2 separate regions of the Mus musculus genome follow, and region 1 is linked to region 2. A link is a contact called in public HiChIP or PLAC-seq data. All regions are on one chromosome and are shown on one strand. Each heading gives the region's core, a stretch centred on a gene start, on an enhancer-like site or on the middle of the called end of the contact. The rest is flanking DNA. Distances are from core to core; before and after follow the strand shown. Region 1 overlaps Rab3gap2 (RAB3 GTPase activating protein subunit 2). Region 2 overlaps Mtarc2 (mitochondrial amidoxime reducing component 2).

Evidence for each region. HiChIP or PLAC-seq counts read pairs in DNA pulled down with a chosen protein or histone mark.
Region 1: a FOXA1 HiChIP or PLAC-seq map of pancreatic cancer cells shows a contact between it and region 2. The contact joins two enhancer-like sites. A contact is called at or near these places in 8 of 39 promoter capture datasets (the 3T3-L1 cell line, 3T3-L1-derived adipocytes, embryonic stem cells and 4 more) and 1 of 115 datasets of contacts at active chromatin or transcription factors (pancreatic cancer cells).

The regions. Positions count from the first base shown.
Region 1 is chr1:185,280,870-185,285,896 of GRCm38.p6, forward strand. It overlaps Rab3gap2 (RAB3 GTPase activating protein subunit 2), which reads left to right. Exons shown (of 35, transcript NM_001163754.1): 32 at 782-871; 33 at 1,429-1,641; 34 at 2,513-2,671; 35 at 2,978-5,027. The coding sequence ends at 3,127. Among named protein-coding and RNA genes, the nearest start is that of Mir194-1, 30 kb to the right of the region's middle. Within about 2 kb of position 2,647, at least 57 of the 459 cell types and tissues checked have an H3K27ac peak or open chromatin away from gene starts, as enhancers often do. A contact at or near this core is called in pancreatic cancer cells, where this site is marked.
Region 2 is chr1:184,821,978-184,826,823 of GRCm38.p6, forward strand. Mtarc2 (mitochondrial amidoxime reducing component 2) reads right to left here. Exons shown (of 8, transcript NM_133684.4): 5 at 512-573; 6 at 358-429. It overlaps Mir1981 (microRNA 1981), which reads right to left and starts at 511; the gene lies at 430-511. Within about 2 kb of position 3,319, at least 19 of the 459 cell types and tissues checked have an H3K27ac peak or open chromatin away from gene starts, as enhancers often do. A contact at or near this core is called in pancreatic cancer cells, where this site is marked.

The DNA.
Region 1 (5,027 bases), core at 1,397-3,896, 460 kb after region 2:
TTCTGTATGACTCTTTAAGCATGTATGCTCATTGTTCCAGTCATCTCCTACTGCTTACCCAATTACCCCACAAGACTTAAGTGTCTGCAACAACCAACACTTACAGTTTGAGCTTTCAGCCTTGTATAAGGTAGCAATTCCTGTTATTGAGCCAGATCCACAGACCGTGGTAATTTTCAGTGTCACTTAAATAGCCTTGGAGCTCAAGATCCTCTCACCTGCCCTGGGATTGCAGACATGATCCACCATGCCTGGTTCATTTTTCCAGGTCTTATGGGTCAGGAATCTGACTTTCTTACCTAACTGCCTTTGGCATAAAGGATCTCGTGAGACCATGGTGGAGTTGCTTCATGGTGGTGTCAGCTAAAGGCTCAGCTGGATTGGGGAATGTGATCTGGTCCGTGTAACTGTCTGCAGGCTTGCTCTCCTGACCACTGGGTCCTCTCGGGGTGAACCAGAGCACCCAAAGCAGAATCCCAGTCTGTAACGTCACGTGCTGTCCCTGTCTAGTTAGAGTCGCTCGCAGCCAGCAGCCCACAATTCAGGGGAAGAATAACGTGGGACTCAAATACTAGATGAGTGGGGCCATCTTAAAGGCTGGTGGTCACACACTGGACAGTGGTCACCATGCGAATAGAATGCTGACATCTTTCTGTTTAAGAAAAAAGTAAAAGCCAACCATTAGTTAGTTACTCATAAAGAGGTCAGCTCTAGAATCCCCCTTAGTCTCCCTTCATCGGTACTCACCAGGGTGCGTTTGCTTTCTTGTCTTTCTCTTTAGGGAAAGAATGCATTTTTTAAGGATTTAACTTCAATTCAGTTATTACCTAGTGGGGAAATGGATCCAAATTTTATTTCAGTAAGACAACAGGTAAGTTAGTCAGTGAATTTTCTTGTTTCTTAGGAGGAAATAGCAAAGTAGAAATACAGCTGTCTTTTAAAAGGATGGCCTACTTCTTCAAGTGATTCCCAGGAGCTAGTTTCCCTAGTGTGTGTGCCTTTATTGAGAGAAAAACCATTTTCGAGCCAGTGGGACAGTTGAGTGAAGACACTTGGTGACCTTGATTCCATCTCATGCTAGAGGAGAGAACTGATTCCTCCACTCATGCTATGGCATTGTGTGCACATGTGTACACATAAATGCACACACACACATATATATATTTTAAAAATTAAAAATATTTTTAATGTAGTCTGTTTGACAAAGTTGGCTTGAGGCACTTTTAATTATGTTATTGATGTGTCTGGGAGGAGCTTGTCCTGTGGCAATGAGTATGGAGGGGCAAGGGCAGCTCTGGGGTTAGTTCTCCTCCACCTGGAGAGGACCTCTTGGGATTGAACACAGGCCACCAGCTTACAGAGCAAGCACTGGGCTACTTTTAAATGAAAAGTACTGACGAGGCAGTGCTGTGCCTTCCTGTCTTCAAGTTCTTACTGAAAGTTGTCAGTGCAGCTGTCCAGGCTCAGCATTCCAAGGACAAAGATCCCTCTGCAGAAGCAGCAAACACTCATTGGAAAGACCTCAACTGGCCAGGTTTGGCTGTGGACTTAGCCCATCACCTTCAAGTGAGCGACGATGTCATTCGAAGGCACTATGTGGGGGAGCTGTACAGCCATGGAGCTGACCTCTTAGGAGAGGAGGTAAGAGTGGCCCGAGATGCTCATTGGCCTCTGAGGAGAGGAGGTAGGGATGACCCGAGATGCTCATGGGGTGGAAGTTATAAAACACACAGCCAGAGCTGGATATAGTGCTGTGTGCATTTGGGATGCAGAAGCAGGAGGATAAGAACTTTTAAGGTCAGCCTCATCTACATAAACCAGTTTGGACATGAGACCAAGTCTAGTCAACAAAGGAATAGAAAGCTGTGTCTGTCTGGATTTGTGCCTGCTGCCAGGTTCATACAGACACAGAGCAGTAAACAGGTGAGGCCCCTTGAGGATTGATCATCTGCTGGAACAGAGAAGCATGAAGTTCTGTACCAAGAGATGAACGTAAACCGAGTCACAGGAGTCTCAGTGGGTGAAAGAAAGTGGTAACGAAACCGCCCTCAAGGAGAACCAACTAGCCGCTCCCAGAGCTGAGGAACAGAGGAGTCCAAAGGTCCAGAGATAGGGAGCAGCGTGGCAAGGTCCAAGACCAGAAAGCCAGTGTGGCTGCCAGACCTCATAAGCAATGAGTCAGGGTGGGTAGGTATGCACTCAGGCTAGGAGCGAGTGACTCCATCAGCAATAAGGAGAGGTTGGCTGTTCTCCAAGCCCGAGGCCACTTCGGAGTACTCAGTAGCCGTCAGACGGCAGAATCTAACACTCTCCCATTTTTTGTAAATGAGATACAGTGTCATGAATTGAAAATTTAGGTAACAAAAATTAGCTGATGAGCAAAAGTTGGGTTTAAATTCTAGGTCAATTTCAATTTCCCTTCGTCCGTACACCTGAGAGCCGAAGTAGAGTCTTCATTGGCAACCCTGGGACAATAGCTCTTGCTGAATTGTTTCTCCATGTTCACCCTCAGGCCATTTTTCAAGTTCAGGACAAAGAAGTTCTGGCGTCTCAGCTGCTAGTGCTGACCGGGCAAAGGCTGGCTCACGCGCTTTTCCACACCCAGACGAAGGAAGGCATGGAGCTGCTGGCCAGACTCCCGCCCACACTCTGCACCTGGCTGAAGGCAATGGTGAGTGGAGGGCGGCGTGAGCAGACGCTCCGCGATGGATGGCCTCGCCAGGGAGCTTCTTTGGTTTTTTTGAGACAGGGTTTCTCTGTGTAGCCCTGGCTGTCCTGGAACTCACTTTGTAGACCAGGCTGGCCTTAAACTCAGAAATCTGCCTGCCTCTGCCTTCCGAGTGCTGGGATTAAAGGCGTGCACCACCACGCCCGGCCAAAGAGATGCTTTTATTGGGAGAACTTCCACAGTAAAGCTTAAGTCAGTAAGGTCATGTTTGGCTGCATCAAACTAATGGCTGTCCTGTCCCATTCGCAGAACCCTCAGGATCTTCAGAACACTGGCGTGCCTATTGCAGCAACAGCTAAACTCGTGCATAAAGTGATGGAGCTCCTGCCAGAGAAGCACGGGCAGTACAGCCTCGCCTTACACCTCATCGATGCCGTGGAAGCCATGGCGACTTTATGACAGTAGCCTACAGTCCTGTGACTACATGAACCACTGCATGTCATTTTTCATAGTAAGATCTGGAACTTCGGAAGGTTTTTTTTTTTGTATAATAAATAAATATATTACTTTAAAATGTGCAATCCTGTCTAAATTCCCCATCTTCAGCAAAGACTGAAGATAAACTATAAACACATTAACTATCCTGTGACTAATGCAGATGCTTTATTCTTTATTTTTTCATTCAAATAAGCAGTTTTATTGTTAAACTTTGGTATTGTTACTGGTTATAATTTGCAGATTTTGTTCTTAGTGTAGTAGTCTAGTTCCTATCCAAATGATTCCGTGGGGATTAAGTGTGTTCACACTGCTTCCATGAGCACACTAGAGATACAGCCCATGTCCCTTTCAAACACACAGAGATGTCCTCATGGTTGGTCGTGTACCGGGATGCCACCTGGCAGGGAGCTCTGGGTGCTAACCACTTCCTGTCCAGGGTGCTACTGCTGTCAGAGGAGAAATGGCTTGAGATCAGCAGGGGACCGGGGAACTTGGGGAAGGACCTCAAGTCTGTTGTCCTTGCCAGACTTAGGAATCAGAGGTGTGAACAAAGCAGCAAGATCAGTTATTATGTAAATTAAAATTTACTCTATTTTGTCAAGTTCCAAAATTGTATCCACATCAGGTAATTGTAAAAATGTATTATCTTGTAAGACATGTTTAAAAAAAAAGAACAAAGCAAAGAAACAATATTTAAAAATTCAACTTTATTTTTCTTCCAAGTGTTCAAAACTGTCTGTTTCTGGGACTTGGTCATGTTGCCTGTCCGGGAACAGGATGGGGCACTTTGTGCTGTCACAGCCTTAGCATACCTACCTCAGCTAGGTGGAGAAGATGAGCCTCGGCTAGTGTTGGACCCTGTAGTGCCTAGAGCAGTCCAAGTGCTGACAAGTGTGAGGAAATGCACTGCGCTCTGCAGATCAGCAAGCCCTGGCTGCAGTTCAAGTGTATCTGGAATGTAGCCATATAGTGCAATTATTGCTGTCTGCCATGGTCATGGTTGCTCACAGTACGTGTACCATACTCATTCTAATCAAGGGAAGAAGCCAACTCCATTAGAAGGCTGAGAATACTCTTCAGGGACTCCACAACAAAGTGACAGACACCCAGGCGCACACAAATATCAATTCTTTGTCATTAGAAAGTTAGATCTAAATAAGATTGTGACTGGCTAAAACTAACTCCGCTGACTGTCAGGTTTCAAATCTTCAGAGAAAAATGTTTCCGATGTTGCTCGGGTGGCTCTGAGGAGCAGCCAGCTTGTGCGGGAATCCCTGCAATCACAGCTTGACTGACATACATACCATCCTTGACACAGTCCTGAGTAGGTCCACTTGCCCCAGGACCTTCTGCAGCACTCTGGAAGGCACAGGATGTGGGCAGCTTGCCAGGAAAGCCTCCTGCTGCAAGCACTGCTAATTGCTAATGATGTTGGTCTTTTTCCTCTAATCCCATTAAGTCTTTTGGGAGGGGGGTAGCTTGCATTTTTGGGGGGAATAAAACTGACTAAATGAACCAGAACACAGATTATTAAGTCTTTAGATATATCATCTAAAAAGTTTATAAAATGCATAGAATTTTAAAACTAAGTCCTGAGTTTAACAAAAGCAATTAACAGTCTACTACTTCACTAAGGGCTTTTAAAATAATTCTGGTAAGAAAGGAAAATTAACATGTATGTATCCATTCTCTAACAACAAAGTGTCACAAAATAATTAGGTTCTAACACACGGTGGTGTCCTGCAACAAGGGCGTGGCATGTGCTGGAAACCTTAGTATTTCCCTAGACACTGCCCCTCTTCTTACGATTACATATGTTTACCTTATTAATGAAGGTGTTTAAATAATCCTAACTTCTCTA
Region 2 (4,846 bases), core at 2,069-4,568:
ATACACACACATTTACTCACACACAAATACACGCACATACATGCATATACACACATACACACACCATCAACACACATATGCACACACACACACACACATATACAAACAAACACACACATACACACATCAGAAAAGAAGTTGGTGAGAGGTCAAAGTTCTAAAATAGGACATTGTACAACTAAAAATGTATCCGAATAGAGGATCCACCTAGAAAAATTAAAAATATGAAAAGAGGAAGAAACAGGGACTCACATCCTTGAGGGACAGATACAAATCAAAGGTGCCCCTGGGATAGCGCATAGACACCTGGTGCCTGACTGGTGATATCAACAACACGGGCGCACGCTGGTGTCCTACCTCTTCAGGGTCTCCAGTGGCTCCTTCCTGTCTATGATGCCGGTGTCTGGGTCCACTGTAGTCAGAACGCACCTGTCAAAGGCCAGGGTTAGATGGCGGTTACAAACGGAAGTGCATTCCACACCCAAAGGCCACGTCTAAGCCCAGCCTTTACCTGGGACAGCTCAACACCCTTTTCATCTCCACGTCACCAATCAGGAGTTCATCCCAAGTATCCTAGGAGAACAGGGAGAGGTGGCTTTAGAGCCTTGGTCAGGTACTACACATGACAGCAGCAGCAGGACTCTGAGAAGTCTGGAAAGTGCGAGAGAGAGAGAGAGAGAGAGAGAGAGAGAGAGAGAGAGAGAGGGAGAGAGAGAGAGAGAGGGAGGCACAGTCAAGCTCGGGACACATGGCTCACCTTAACTATTTTGCAGAACTGAGTATGGAACCCAATGCCTGTGCACAGGGGGCTAGGCAGCCAATCAGAGCACTGCCTCTCAGCGCCAGGCAGCCAATCAGAGCACTGCCTCTCAGCGCCAGGCATCTTCCTCTTGATTCACAACCTCAATCACTGATTCTGCCAGGTCAGCAAGAACAAGCCTTCCAAAATGCGCGCTTCCCAGCAGACTCCCCAGACGGCTTTCCACCACACAAAGAGAAACCCAGCCGACTCCCCGGACGGCTTTCCACCACACAAAGAGAAACCTGCAGCTCTCGAGACAAGTCTGCTCTCGCCCAAGGTTTAACTCAACCTGTGGGTCACGACCCATTTGGCAACCCTCTATCTCCAAAAATATTTGCATTACAATTCCCAACAGTAGCAAACATATTTACTGGAACAAAAGTAGCAACATGAAGTAGCAACAAAAATAATTTTCTGATTGGGAGTCACCAGGACACTCAGAGCTGCAGTTACAAATGTTTGTGAGATGGATGCCTGCCTTGTTACCCAGGTGCCAGGATCCAAATGTGTAATCCTTATGATTACACAACACTTTTAACCACATATTCTTCTCCCCAGACACCAAGTCACCTTTTGTCCGAGTTGGTAGAATCTATAAATTATATGTATACATATAAGGGCATATATACAGATCATGGGGTTATATCCTACAGGTGCCTAAGTATCTTCAATCAGGGGTTGAATGCCAACACACTGAATGGGACAAGGAGCAGCAGGCTGTGAGAGTGTGACAAGACAGAGAATACGTGACCAAGCAGAGGGAGGGAGGGAGGGAGGGAGGGAGGGAGGGAGGAAGGGAGGGAGGGAGGGAGGGAGAGAGAGAGAGAGAGAGAGAGAGAGAGAGAGAGAGATCAGCTTCGGTGAGTTTGCAGATCCCTCAGCCCCAGATCCTGTCTCTAACCTGGAAACAGATTCATGTATCAGCATGATCTCCTGCATCCACTTTGTCACGTGTCTGCACGTGACATCATCCAGATGTCAGAGGATCCTGTCTTGGTGTCTTTACAGCACCTTAAGGTCTGTAGCTATACATTTAATATCACACAGTCACATGCTTACATAGAGCTACATAAAGATTATGGTCCCTCTTATTAATTAAAAAGTGATTTAGGAGCTTGGCAGGATGCCCCACGACTGTAATTCCAGACCTTGGGGGATATGGGCACAGATCTGGGAATTCCATGACTCGGGTTATCCCCACAGCCTAGGCTACAGCCTAGGTCCATCTCTTGAAGGTTTGTGACTGATCTACTGAGACCCACTGATAATCCGTACACTCCTTTGTCTGGGCCTCTAGGAGAAATGGGGCATTTGAAGATGCCTACAATCAGATGCAAACAATGGTCCTTAGAAACTGACGTCAACCAGGTGAGGCTTCTAAATAGATGCCCAGAGACATATACGAGGAAGAACTGACCCCTGGTTAGCTGGTGGCTTTGACTCCCTCAGGGCCTGAGAGGGACTTAAGTTTCTAAGGAGGGCAGAGCAAAGGCAGGAAGGAGCACCACCTAGTCTCCCTTCTGCAACTGGCTATGACATCATGATCCACTCTGCATTCAAAGGCAAACTAGCTCCTCCCTTGGGTCTATAGGCATTATTGAGCAAAGCACAATTAGTATCCCAGTACAAACTGGGTCTTCAAAACCAGACACCTCCCACCCAATGTGACCACAGCAACAGTACAGAGGTCTCCACAGATGCCCTGGGTCCCCAGTTACCCTCCAAGAAACTGCTTCTGGTGGAAATAAACACGATGTTCCAAGCAATCCGTTGGCCCAGGAACTACGTAAGCTTTGTAAAAGCCAAGGTCACACCATGTGACAAACGGTGTTCAAACAGTGGAACACCAAAGACAGCACGTGGCAAACCTCCCGCTGGAGGGTGACCAGTACAGCGCCTGTCTGAAAGGCAAAGGGCCCAGGACTGTAAGCGGGCAGGGGTTCTACGCTCCTTTCACCACACGAGGGCGCTGCAGCCACAAGCATGTGAGCCAAAGACAGCTTGGCACCAAGGCTCGCCAACTCCCAATTCCCTTACTCCAAGTGACAATGAGTTCAACATTCCAAGCTATTTGTCTGTGGAATTCTGCACTATGGCTTTCACAGAAAGCCAGCGACCTTGACATGTTCAGTTAGGGTTTTAGCTCAACTAGGTCAAATGTTCCATAGGTCAAGTGCAGGGCTCCTTAGCAGTTTATCTGGCTTCCTACAATCTGTCCTTAACGCCTCCAAATTCTAGCTCTGACTGCGTCCTGTTAATGACTTTATTAGGCACCCATCCTCATCTGATCATTGTTCACATTTTGGTTCAAAAACGCTGATTTGAAAAACGACCACGTTTAAGCTTAAACGCAATGGTTAATTTAGTTTCTAAAGGAAAAAAGTGGGTTTTAAATAACTCAAAATTAAATTCACCATGGAGGAGTTTAATATTCACTAGACATATCAACGCAAAGAAACGCACTATCCAGCAGGATTCCAGGGGCTCCACAAACCAGGAAACCGTTAGAAAAGTCTAGTGCGCCCCCTGCTGGTTTAAAAACCAAGCTGCACTCTTACAAAATCGAGCCCCTAGTCAGAGCGAGGAGGAATTTGAGTGGGAAGAGAGAAAAGGGAAGAGAAATGGTCAAGGAAAAAAGGGGGGTGGGAGACGGGAATGATACTCTGTGTTATGGGCTCCACTCTGTGCAATGACACTGAGAATGTTTTTATTGTTACTATTTTTTAACAGTGTGCCGGTGTTCTGCATGTGTTTATGTGCACGCAGTGCGTGAGGAAGCCCAAAGACAGAATTGCATCCTCAAGCTCTGGGGCTGTAGAGATCTGTGAGCCACCATGCAGGTGCTGGGAACCAGATGTGGGTCCTCTGCAAGAGCAGCCAGTGCGCTAACTGCGGAGCCACCTCTCCAGCCAGCCCATCCTGGGGATTTTCTGTCAGGCTGTGCACGCTTTGTAAATAGGAAAACTAAGACTACACCAGGCTTTCCACCTGATGCAAGACCCTGAGAAAAAGATGACGGAAGAGCTGGGGGCAAGGAGGGGGGTGAATCACACACAAACAGCGTGAGACAGTCATCACAATCCATACAAGTATTTGTTTTAAATGTAGGAAAGTTAAACTAGACCTAATATAGAGAGAGCGTCTTTTGTTGGGGGGGGGGGGTGTTTAGTGCACTGTGTATTCAAATGCTGACTTCTGTACCCAGAGATCTGGTGGCAGTCAGAACTTTGCTACTGTCATTAAAGTATCACCTGATTCAGTATTTTGTAAAACATTATACTCCATCACCATCTGATTGGTTAAAATAAAGAACTGAACAGCCAATAGCTGGGCAAGAGAGGAAAGATGGGACTTCCAAGCCCAGAGAGATTATAACCCAGATGGAGAGGGTCTCCGGTGGGGACCAGGGAAGTTGGCCATCGGGACACAGATGAAGAGAAAAGTGCTGGATAAGACCAAGATGGCAGGTAATGGGCCACGTGGGGGAAGTAGGCTAGGCCTGCACTGTCTGGTTAGAATAGCTCAGAATCTGCCTAGCTATAGTGCCCGAAGCTGTTAACAAATATAAAGGTCTCTGTGTCCCTCGTCAGAGCAGAGGGCACAGAAAAACCCTTACTTTTACTCTCTTGTTCACTTCTTACCTCTCTATAAGCAGACACGTTTATATCCACAGCTAGGACTATATATACATCTCACCATATAAAATATATTATACCTATACATGATCATAATACATAGATTCATTGGCCAGAGAGAAAGCATACATCACGTGACAATGGAAGCCAGCGTGGGGTCTTACCTACCAGCGGTTGGTATTTAAGAACACCACAGAGACCAGGGGAACATCAGAGAGAGAAGCAATACCAGCTGGGCTGAGCTTGTACCTGTGCTGGGGACGGACCATGAGGCCCACCTGTGACCCAGTTCAGGTTCTCCAGGGTACAGGCAGGGAGGGTGCTCCACCGTGGAATTACCCACCCAGCCGGGATACGGCACGTCAAAATTACATCCATAAAATAAAAGACATAACTCTTATCTGCAAAA